Regions from separate parts of the Mus musculus genome. Here region 1 is linked to region 2. The links are chromatin contacts, called in public HiChIP or PLAC-seq maps. All regions are on one chromosome and are shown on one strand. Each heading gives the region's core, a stretch centred on a gene start, on an enhancer-like site or on the middle of the called end of the contact. The rest is flanking DNA. Distances are from core to core; before and after follow the strand shown.

What was found. HiChIP or PLAC-seq counts read pairs in DNA pulled down with a chosen protein or histone mark.
Region 1: a contact with region 2 is called in a RAD21 HiChIP or PLAC-seq map of pro-B cells, with 4 times the contacts expected there. The contact joins two enhancer-like sites. A contact is called at or near these places in 2 of 15 datasets of contacts at CTCF or cohesin (large pre-B cells and pro-B cells), 1 of 484 Hi-C or Micro-C datasets (bone marrow-derived macrophages), 1 of 115 datasets of contacts at active chromatin or transcription factors (embryonic midbrain) and 1 of 9 other capture datasets (macrophages).

What each region holds. Positions count from the first base shown.
Region 1 is chr1:131,563,879-131,568,106 of GRCm38.p6, forward strand. No RefSeq gene overlaps it. Among named protein-coding and RNA genes, the nearest start is that of Avpr1b, 33 kb to the right of the region's middle. Within about 2 kb of position 2,378, at least 37 of the 459 cell types and tissues checked have an H3K27ac peak or open chromatin away from gene starts, as enhancers often do. A contact at or near this core is called in pro-B cells, where this site is marked.
Region 2 is chr1:131,212,006-131,216,117 of GRCm38.p6, forward strand. It overlaps Rassf5 (Ras association (RalGDS/AF-6) domain family member 5), which reads right to left. Exons shown (of 6, transcript NM_018750.4): 2 at 252-373. Among named protein-coding and RNA genes, the nearest start is that of Gm28913, 31 kb to the right of the region's middle. Within about 2 kb of position 2,461, at least 8 of the 459 cell types and tissues checked have an H3K27ac peak or open chromatin away from gene starts, as enhancers often do. A contact at or near this core is called in pro-B cells, where this site is marked.

The sequences.
Region 1 (4,228 bases), core at 1,128-3,627, 350 kb after region 2:
GTATTCTTTTGAGGCAGTGTCTCTCCCCAAACTTGGGACTTGTGTTTTCCCAGCTAGGCTGGAAGCCTGCAAGCTCTAGCAATTCTTCTATCTCTGCCCTGCCCCCCACCCCCAGAACAGGGGATACATGTATGTGTGGGACTACTCATGGCTTTCCCATGGATGCTGGGATCCAGGCTCCAGCTGTTGTCTGTAGTTTTTGCTACCCCACCTTATGCTTCTGAGTAGGCTGCACTACCAGCCCAGGAGCTATCTCAGATCCATGAATAGAACACACACACACACACACACACACACACACACACACACACACACACCAGTTAATTTTAAAATGCCTTGGCTACTTCAAAGGCTGGGCACTCCTAAACCTTCCCCTGTTACACCACTGGCCACTTCCCTGAAAACTCACATGGCTGGCTGGCTTTATCTCCTGTCGCTATTGTTTTTTTCCCAGTCCTCCTGATTCCTACCCAAGCAACTCTCAGTGTCCTGCCCCATGCCCAGCCACTGGCTGACATCTTTTTTTTTTTTTTTTAAAGATTTATTTATTTATTATATGTAAGTACACTGTAGCTGTCTTCAGACACATCAGAAGAGGGAGTCAGATCTCGCTACGGATGGTTTTGAGCCACCATGTGGTTGCTGGGATTTGAACTCGGGACCTTCAGAAGAGCAGTCGGGTGCTCTTACCCACTGAGCCATCTCACCAGCCCGGCTGACATCTTTATTGATAGAACAAAAACCAACTGGGGACAAGGATCTTCAGCAACTAGACACACAGATTCAAAGCATTAGCACCAATCACACCAATCTCCTACATCTGCCCTCAACATTGTGCAGCAAGTGCTCCGAACCTGCTTGAGCCATCACTTCAGCCTGAAACAGATACTTTTGTAGAGTGCACACCTGTGACCCCTCTTTGAGGAGGTTTAGAGTTTTCATTGCATTCTCAAATGGCTCTATGTAAAAGCTGGAAGCAACCATGAATACAAAATCATGAAATCATGTACGTATGGTATTGCCACAAGTGTTTGGCACCTTTCCAGGAATACGAGACTAAGGATCAAGTCAGGGTAGAAATTCTTCCTCCTTGAATTATTGCTAGGAGAGAAGGTAACATCCCCAGGGTATCACATAGCTGATATCTTTACCCACTGTCTTGCATCTACATTGCTCCTGATTCTGAGGGTGCTCCTGTCTGCTCCTAAACCATCAGACTGTGTCATGCCATGATTGTTCTCAAGATCCACAAGTTACTTTCTTGTCTTTTGGCCTCTATACCAATGCTTGGCTACAGTAGGTGACACTCCACTCCAATTAAATTACCCCCGACTTTTATAAATACATGACAGCACTAGCTTAGGTGTTCATTACCCAAGAGCACAGTAGTGGACTACAGACAGAGTCCCTAATCCTTGGAGCTCGTGGCCCAGCAAAGACCCTGGTCATATAACCAGGCAATGACAACATACATGTAAGGGTTGTAACAGAGAATTACAACAGGGTCTGTCAGAGCACCAACAAATGACACCCAGCTCATACTCAGGAGGTGAAAGAAGTCTTGTGGGAGGAAAGGCATCTATTCTGAGCCTTAGAGATTTCCAGCTGACTAGAGAGACAAAGCATCCAGAGGATGCTGCTGTCAGTTTAAACATTCTTCTGTTGGTGACGTGCTTGTCCAAGGAGAGGAGCGCAGGCCCATCTTAGCAGTGTCTTTTGATGTGATTGACAGAGAACATGTGTCTCTGCCTTTGGACCCCCACCGCCAACTGGTACATCTTAATTCTTCCTTCTTAGGGATATCACTTTTCTACCCAGTAAATGGACAGTGAGTACTGTTGATGCAAAGCTTCTAAAATATAGGGAGATTCACTCTATTCCCAATTTTCCAGACCCCTTTCCAAGACAGTGACTGTGTCATTCACTTGACTGTGCTTCTTCTTTTTTTTTTTAATTTTTTTATTAGGTATTTTCCTCATTTACATTTCCAATGCTATCCCAAAAGTCCCCCATACCCTCCTCCCCTCCCCTACCCACCCACTCCCACTTTTTGGTGGTGTTCCTCTGTATTGAGGCATATAAAGTTTGCACTACCAATGGGCCTCTCTTTCCACTGATGGCCGACTAGGCCATCTTCTGATACATATGCAGCTAGAGACACGAGCTCCAGGGGGTACTGGTTTGTCCTGAGCTTTTGTCCCCGCCCAGCAGGAACGCACACAGGACACAGATCCTTCCGTGGTTAACTTTATTTCACAACATAATGAGGTAGACAAAGAAGGCTCAGAAACGTGTGTGGCTTAAATACCCTCTGAAGTGACGTGTCTAACTACGACTGGTAGCTCCACCCACGATCTCCCAAGCCCCAGGGTGGGCTAGTGACTTTGGCGGGCTTTTGCTCTTAGTACATGCGCACATAGCTATTCTTTGTTTAGGTGGCATAAGGCACTGTGGAGCCAGCGCCATCTTATGATGGTAAATGTTATTGCGGCTCTCCACAGTGGTTAGTTCATATTGTTGTTCCACCTATAGGGTTGCAGTTCCCTTTAGCTCCTTGGGTACTTTCTCTAGCTCCTCCATTGGGGGCTCTGTGATCCATCCAATAGCTGACTGTGAGCATCCACTTCTGTGTTTGCTAGGCCCCAGCATAGTCTCACAAGAGACAGCTATATCTGGGTCCTTTCAGCAAAATCTTGCTAGTGTATGCAATGGTGTCAGCGTTTGGAAGCTGATTATGGGATGGATCCCTGGATATGGCAGTCTCTAGATGGTCCGTCCTTTTGTCTCAGCTCCAAACTTTGTCTCTGTAGCTCCTTCCATGGGTGTTTAAGAACCATTAACTGCTAACCAAGAATGTTCCACAGAGCCTTACCCCTCTTTTTTTCTTTTCTTTCTTCTCTTCCATCTCCTTTTTTCTTCCTTCCCCACCTCTTCTTCAGTAAAGTCTCTCTATGTGGTCAGGATGGCCTGAAACTTGAGAATCCTCTGCCTTAGCCTTCCAAACTCCTGCTTCCCCATGCCCAGGATTGCAGTATTTAGCAAAGTATGTCCTCCAATCCCATTTTGTCTCTGTTTGAGAATTTCTCATCAAATCATTCTACGATCTATTATTAGTGTTGTGTTAGAATCCTAGTGATATGTCCCTTCTTATGGATGGACAGCTGAAAGTTGTTTAACTGGTTGGATACCCTTAGTCTTGGTTCTTGGGAGATAAGGGATGTAAAACAACACCACCTGTATCGATCATATGCCCTGACGCAGGTCTCTCTGCTCGCCATGAATAGCTTCCTGGAGGGCCCATCTCTCCCCTATGCCCAGAGCTTGCCATATCCACATGGACCTGGACCTGTCTAAATCCTCTGAGTAAGAATGGGTGTGGCCTATATGCTGATGTTCAGTTATACTTGTAACCTGGGTAGTGGAGGGATGGGAACCCAAGAAGCTAGAGAGAAGGAACTAACAATTCATGCAATAAAAATAAAATACAGTAAAATTAGCATTTGCCTTGCATGTGTGGGGCCTTGGATTTAATCTCTAATGCCACGAAATTTAAATGCTACCATACAAAGACAAATAAATATTTTATCCATACTAACAAACACTTTTAATTTTAATGTACCTTGTAGTGTTCATAGATCTTTCACAAATTGTTCATTGACCCCCTAAAGACTGCTATGAGGAATCAGTATAGGTACTATTGGCTACTGGATCCAGACTCTTGGATCCATACATGCTAGAAACAAGACTGGGTCCAGATGAATACAGGCAAGGCTTTTATTGGGACATCTGCTTGAGTATAAAGCCAAATGCAACTCTGTCCAAGAGCAAGTCAGACCAGCAGCTCCTAACAAAAGAAAAGGAGGTGTCACCAAAGGGAGAGAACTCACCAAAGACACACATCCAGGTTCTTCATGCAAATAAAAGGTCAGGCTTGCAGAGAATTCAGTGCTGATCAGTCAAAGCTCTGTTCTCCATGAAAGGGGAGCTTCAAGTTTGCAGAGCACCTTACCTTGGGTCCTCTTAGCATAGTCCCATTATGTTCCCAGTATGTTGTCCTTTGATACCAGGAGGGATCAAAACTGGAAATACAAAGTTTAAGCACTGTCAGGTTTCCAAAAAGCAAGTTTCTGTCCCTAAGGTACCTGCATAGATCCTTTTTGGGGTAGGGTGGGGGTTGTTTAGTTTTATGCCCAGTAGTTTCTCAGCTAGAAGACAGGTAGCTGCCATC
Region 2 (4,112 bases), core at 1,211-3,710:
TGTGTGGAGCTTCAGGTCTTCTAGAAAGTTCTCTAGGAGCCACTCTGCTCCCATCTGCACCTATACCTGAATCAGAACCCAGGGACAAATAGACTTCATGGAGAAATCTCCAGGGCAGGCCTGTCACTTCCCAGACCCCTGTGGTAGGGTGTGTCTGAGGCTCCGTGTGGCCAGAGAACAGCTTGTCTATATGGACTTGTGCCACCTACAGGGGCTGCTCTCCAGCCTGGCCTGCGGGCTCCCCTGCTTACCTGGTTCAAGGTTGGGGTGAGGGTGCTTTCTGGAGAGCGTCTATCCAGGGCAGGGCCCCCCTTCTGTCTGCAGTCCAGCTGGATCAGGCTGCGGCACTCCGAGTGGCAGGTGAATTTACAATCTAGAGGGAGAGAGATAAAAGGGATCAGGGGTCAGGTAGATGTCTACCTTCTTTACCAGAGAAACTGGGATTGCGTTTAGCACTGATGGGAAGGGCAGTATAGTGAAGAAGAGGGGAGGGGGAGTGCAGGGGACTGTGTAAGGGTGACATCTGACCTCTGCACTGGCACAAATGGTGGCAGCAAATGCTTCACACCCGTGCAGACCGCTTCTGCCTGCACTATCTGGTGTGACTCTGCATTCGTTATTGGGACCTGGGGTCCTCAGTGATTTCTTCATAGTCAGATCATCTGGCTATATATTCTACCAATACATATTGATAACCAGAGGCCATATAGCCCTGGAAGAGCTTCGCTTTGTCAATCTATAAAACATAGGTATTATCCAGACTGTGACGTAAAGATGTTTCTACAGGCATAAGAGGGTATGTCTGCAAGCATTAAAATTACCCCAAAGGCAAAGTCATTATCACACGCATTCTCTCTCTGGCCCTGTCTAGACTAGAAATGTTGGGGTGCTTCCTTTAACCCCATTGGAATAGTCCACTGACGATACCCCAAACTGGGGGAAAGGCACAAATTTCCAGAGGTGGTGTTCTCATCCATGGAAGTAGAGACTTAATGTCCAGAATTGAAAAGAACCTTTAGACTTTCATCCAGGGACTTCCTCAGAGATGGAAAGGAAGGCCCGCAGTGGCACATACCACAAGTGGCAGAGCATACGCTGCTGTTTCCTGTTTCCCAGGACCTTCCTCTAGAGCCTCCTTGGCAAAAGGCAAGGGCGGTCCAAGGGGCCAGGAAGCAGAGAGACTCAGCCAGAGGCAGGAGAAAAGGACAGGAGGGTGGGGCTGGCAGAAGACAGGGTTCGCATAGATGGCTGCCGGGCCAGCTGTGGTCCCTTGTCCTGAAGGTGCCACAGCTCAGTCAGGGCAAAGCTCTCCACATACTGGCTCTCCTGACTGTGAAGCCAGGGGCCTGAGGTAAACCAGAGCACGTGGGTTTGGGGGCAGGGACCTCAAAGCCTGGGCTTGCACGGATGGTCTGGAAGAAGGAGGGTTACTCTTGGCTGATGATGGTTCAGGCACCCCGAGAATCCCTTCTATCTACCAAATTTCAAATTTGGCACATTTGGTCTCCTTTTCTGCAAGCTGCCAGGCAGCATACTCTATCTTGGGGCCCTGAGGCAGCTGGTTTTCTTCTCACTCAGCTGAGGAATTCCAGAATATGATCCCTGCTGTCCCCAGCTGCCTCCTTAAATCCCCTCAAATGGGCCCCCAGGCTATAGTCCTTATATAAAGACCCTGACAAGTACAGGGACATAGGTTCCAGAACCCTACGCGTCCTCCATGGTCTAACTTCATGTCCACCTTCTTGGGGTGACGACTAATAGAAGCTTAGTGCACATATCCCTTGGGTCCTCAGGGAAAGCTGCCAGCATCCCATTCTTTAGTTCTTTCCTAGCATCCTCCTAGCTTTTTCTCCATTGATGTGATTAAACACTAATATCAAAGCAACTTAAGGAGAAAAGAGTTTATTTTAGTTTATAGTTTATAGTCTATCATGAAGGGAAGTCAGGGCAGGAACCTGGAAGCAGGGACTAAGCAGAAGCCACAGAGGAACACTGTTTCCTGGCTTGCTCTTTATGGTAGTATGAAGGAGAATGGCCCCCAGAGATGCTCACTGCTTGGTTGCCAGTTGGCGAACTGTTTGGAAGAATCAGTCGCTGTGGCCTTGTTGGAGGTGGTGTGTCACTGGGAGTGGTCTTTGAGGTTTAAAAAGCCCACAATAGGCCCAGTGTCCCCCCCACCCCACCCCCAGCCCCTGCAGCCCCCAGCCCCTGCCTGCAGTCAGGATGTAAAGCTCTCTGTGACCACTCCAGCATCATGCCTTCCGGCTTGCAGCCACAACCCCTGCCATGACGACTGATAATGGACTAACCCTCAGAAACAGTAAGCAAGCCCCCAATTAAATGATTTCCTTTACAAGATTTGGTCATGGTATCTCCTCATAGCAACAGGACATTAACTAAGACTCTCTCCATAGCTTACACAACTTGGAACCACCTGCCCTGAGGTGGCACTACACATAATGGGCTAGGCTCCCCCACATCAATCATTAATCAAGAAGATACGCCCACTGACTTGCCCACAAGCCAATCTGACGGAGGCATTTTTCTCAACTGAAGTTTCCTCTTCCCAGATGACCTTGGCTTGTGTCAAGCTGGAAGGTAGGGGTCGGGCAACAACCAACAGAAGTCATAACAGGTAAGGTCAGTCCTCTGAGGCCACGTCATGCCCCTTCAGTGTCCCAAAGGTGCCTTGGAGCTCCAATGGCTGACACACAGCTCAGTGGAGATAGCTCACCCTCAGTGGGTAAAGGGCACAGAGGGCTTTGTGCCTAGTTCAACTGTAGCATCCAGAAATGCCAGTTTCTGATAATCTAACACTGGGGGCAGAGCCCATAAAGGGTGGGGCCATTTGGGGCTCAGCTCTGGGGACACACCTGTGTGGCTTCTGGTCACGCTCTGAGTGTTGAAGAATGCTCCAGAGTCAAAAATAAAAAAAAAAAAGTGGGGACATGAAAAAGAGGGTGGGCTAGAAACTCTGATGCTCCACAGTGAGAGCCACTGTGTCCCCAGAGGGGATGCCTCCAGAGAGCACAGGGTTTCCTCTCTTCGCCTCGCAGTGTCTGCCATGGTTGGCACGTTCTGTGCACCTGGATTGCTTTCTTTCACTGCTTCTGACACACACATGCCCCAATACCTCAGGAAGACCTTTTTTTTATAGTTCTGAAACTGAACTGGTCAAGCTAGGAATGGAAGACTCCCAAGAGCAGGTTTGGAACTTCAGAAAATGTGTATAGCACCACGCCCTTTAAAACTGTGTGGCGGCACATACCTTTAATCCTAGCACTCAGAGGGCAGAGTTTAAGTCCAGCCTGGTCTACATAGTGGGTTCCCTGTCTCAACAAAACAAAATAACTATGCAATTAAAGACAAGGAATGTACATGAACAACAGTAACTTTAATAATTAGTAACTCTAATAAGACCATGTAGTCATGGCGGCAGCAAAACTCCTGGAACACATCTTCATACTTCCCAGCCCCTGGAAATGCCAAACTCAGGGCTTCTAGGCCAGCATCGGTAACATCTGAGCCCTGGACCATCACTACACACAGAAACTGTCCTACAGGGCAGGGGTGAGTCAATGCTCTATGTCCCAAAGCTTTAGCCATGTCCCAGGGGACCCCTAGAACTAACCCCCCCTCCCCAGCCATCCTTCTCTCAAGGCAACTCATCCCTGTGACCCAGCCTCTGTCTCTGGTGTCCTACTATGTGTTATAACCTTTATCTGGCGTTCAGTTTGGACACAGGGAGACAGATCCTGGGTGAAACTGGGCCAGGTAGATGCCACCATCATCCACGTACAAGGCCTGGGCTGCCATATACTCTGTGCTAGCCTAAGACGCAAGTACAAGAAAGAGAGGACTGTTGCTTTAAAAACAGAAATCCCAGTTGTTTGATTTTAGCAATGAATATTCAGGAGCCAGATGCTCGGGTGAAAACCCTGCTGGTTCAGAGAGGCGGTTCTAGAATGTTCCCAGCTGACCTTCCTATTTGTTGTAGTCAGGGTTTCTATTCCTGCACAAACATCATGACCAAGAAGCAAGTTGGGGAGGAAAGGGTTTATTCAGCTGACACTTCCACATTGCTGTTCATCACTAAAGGAAATCAGGACTGG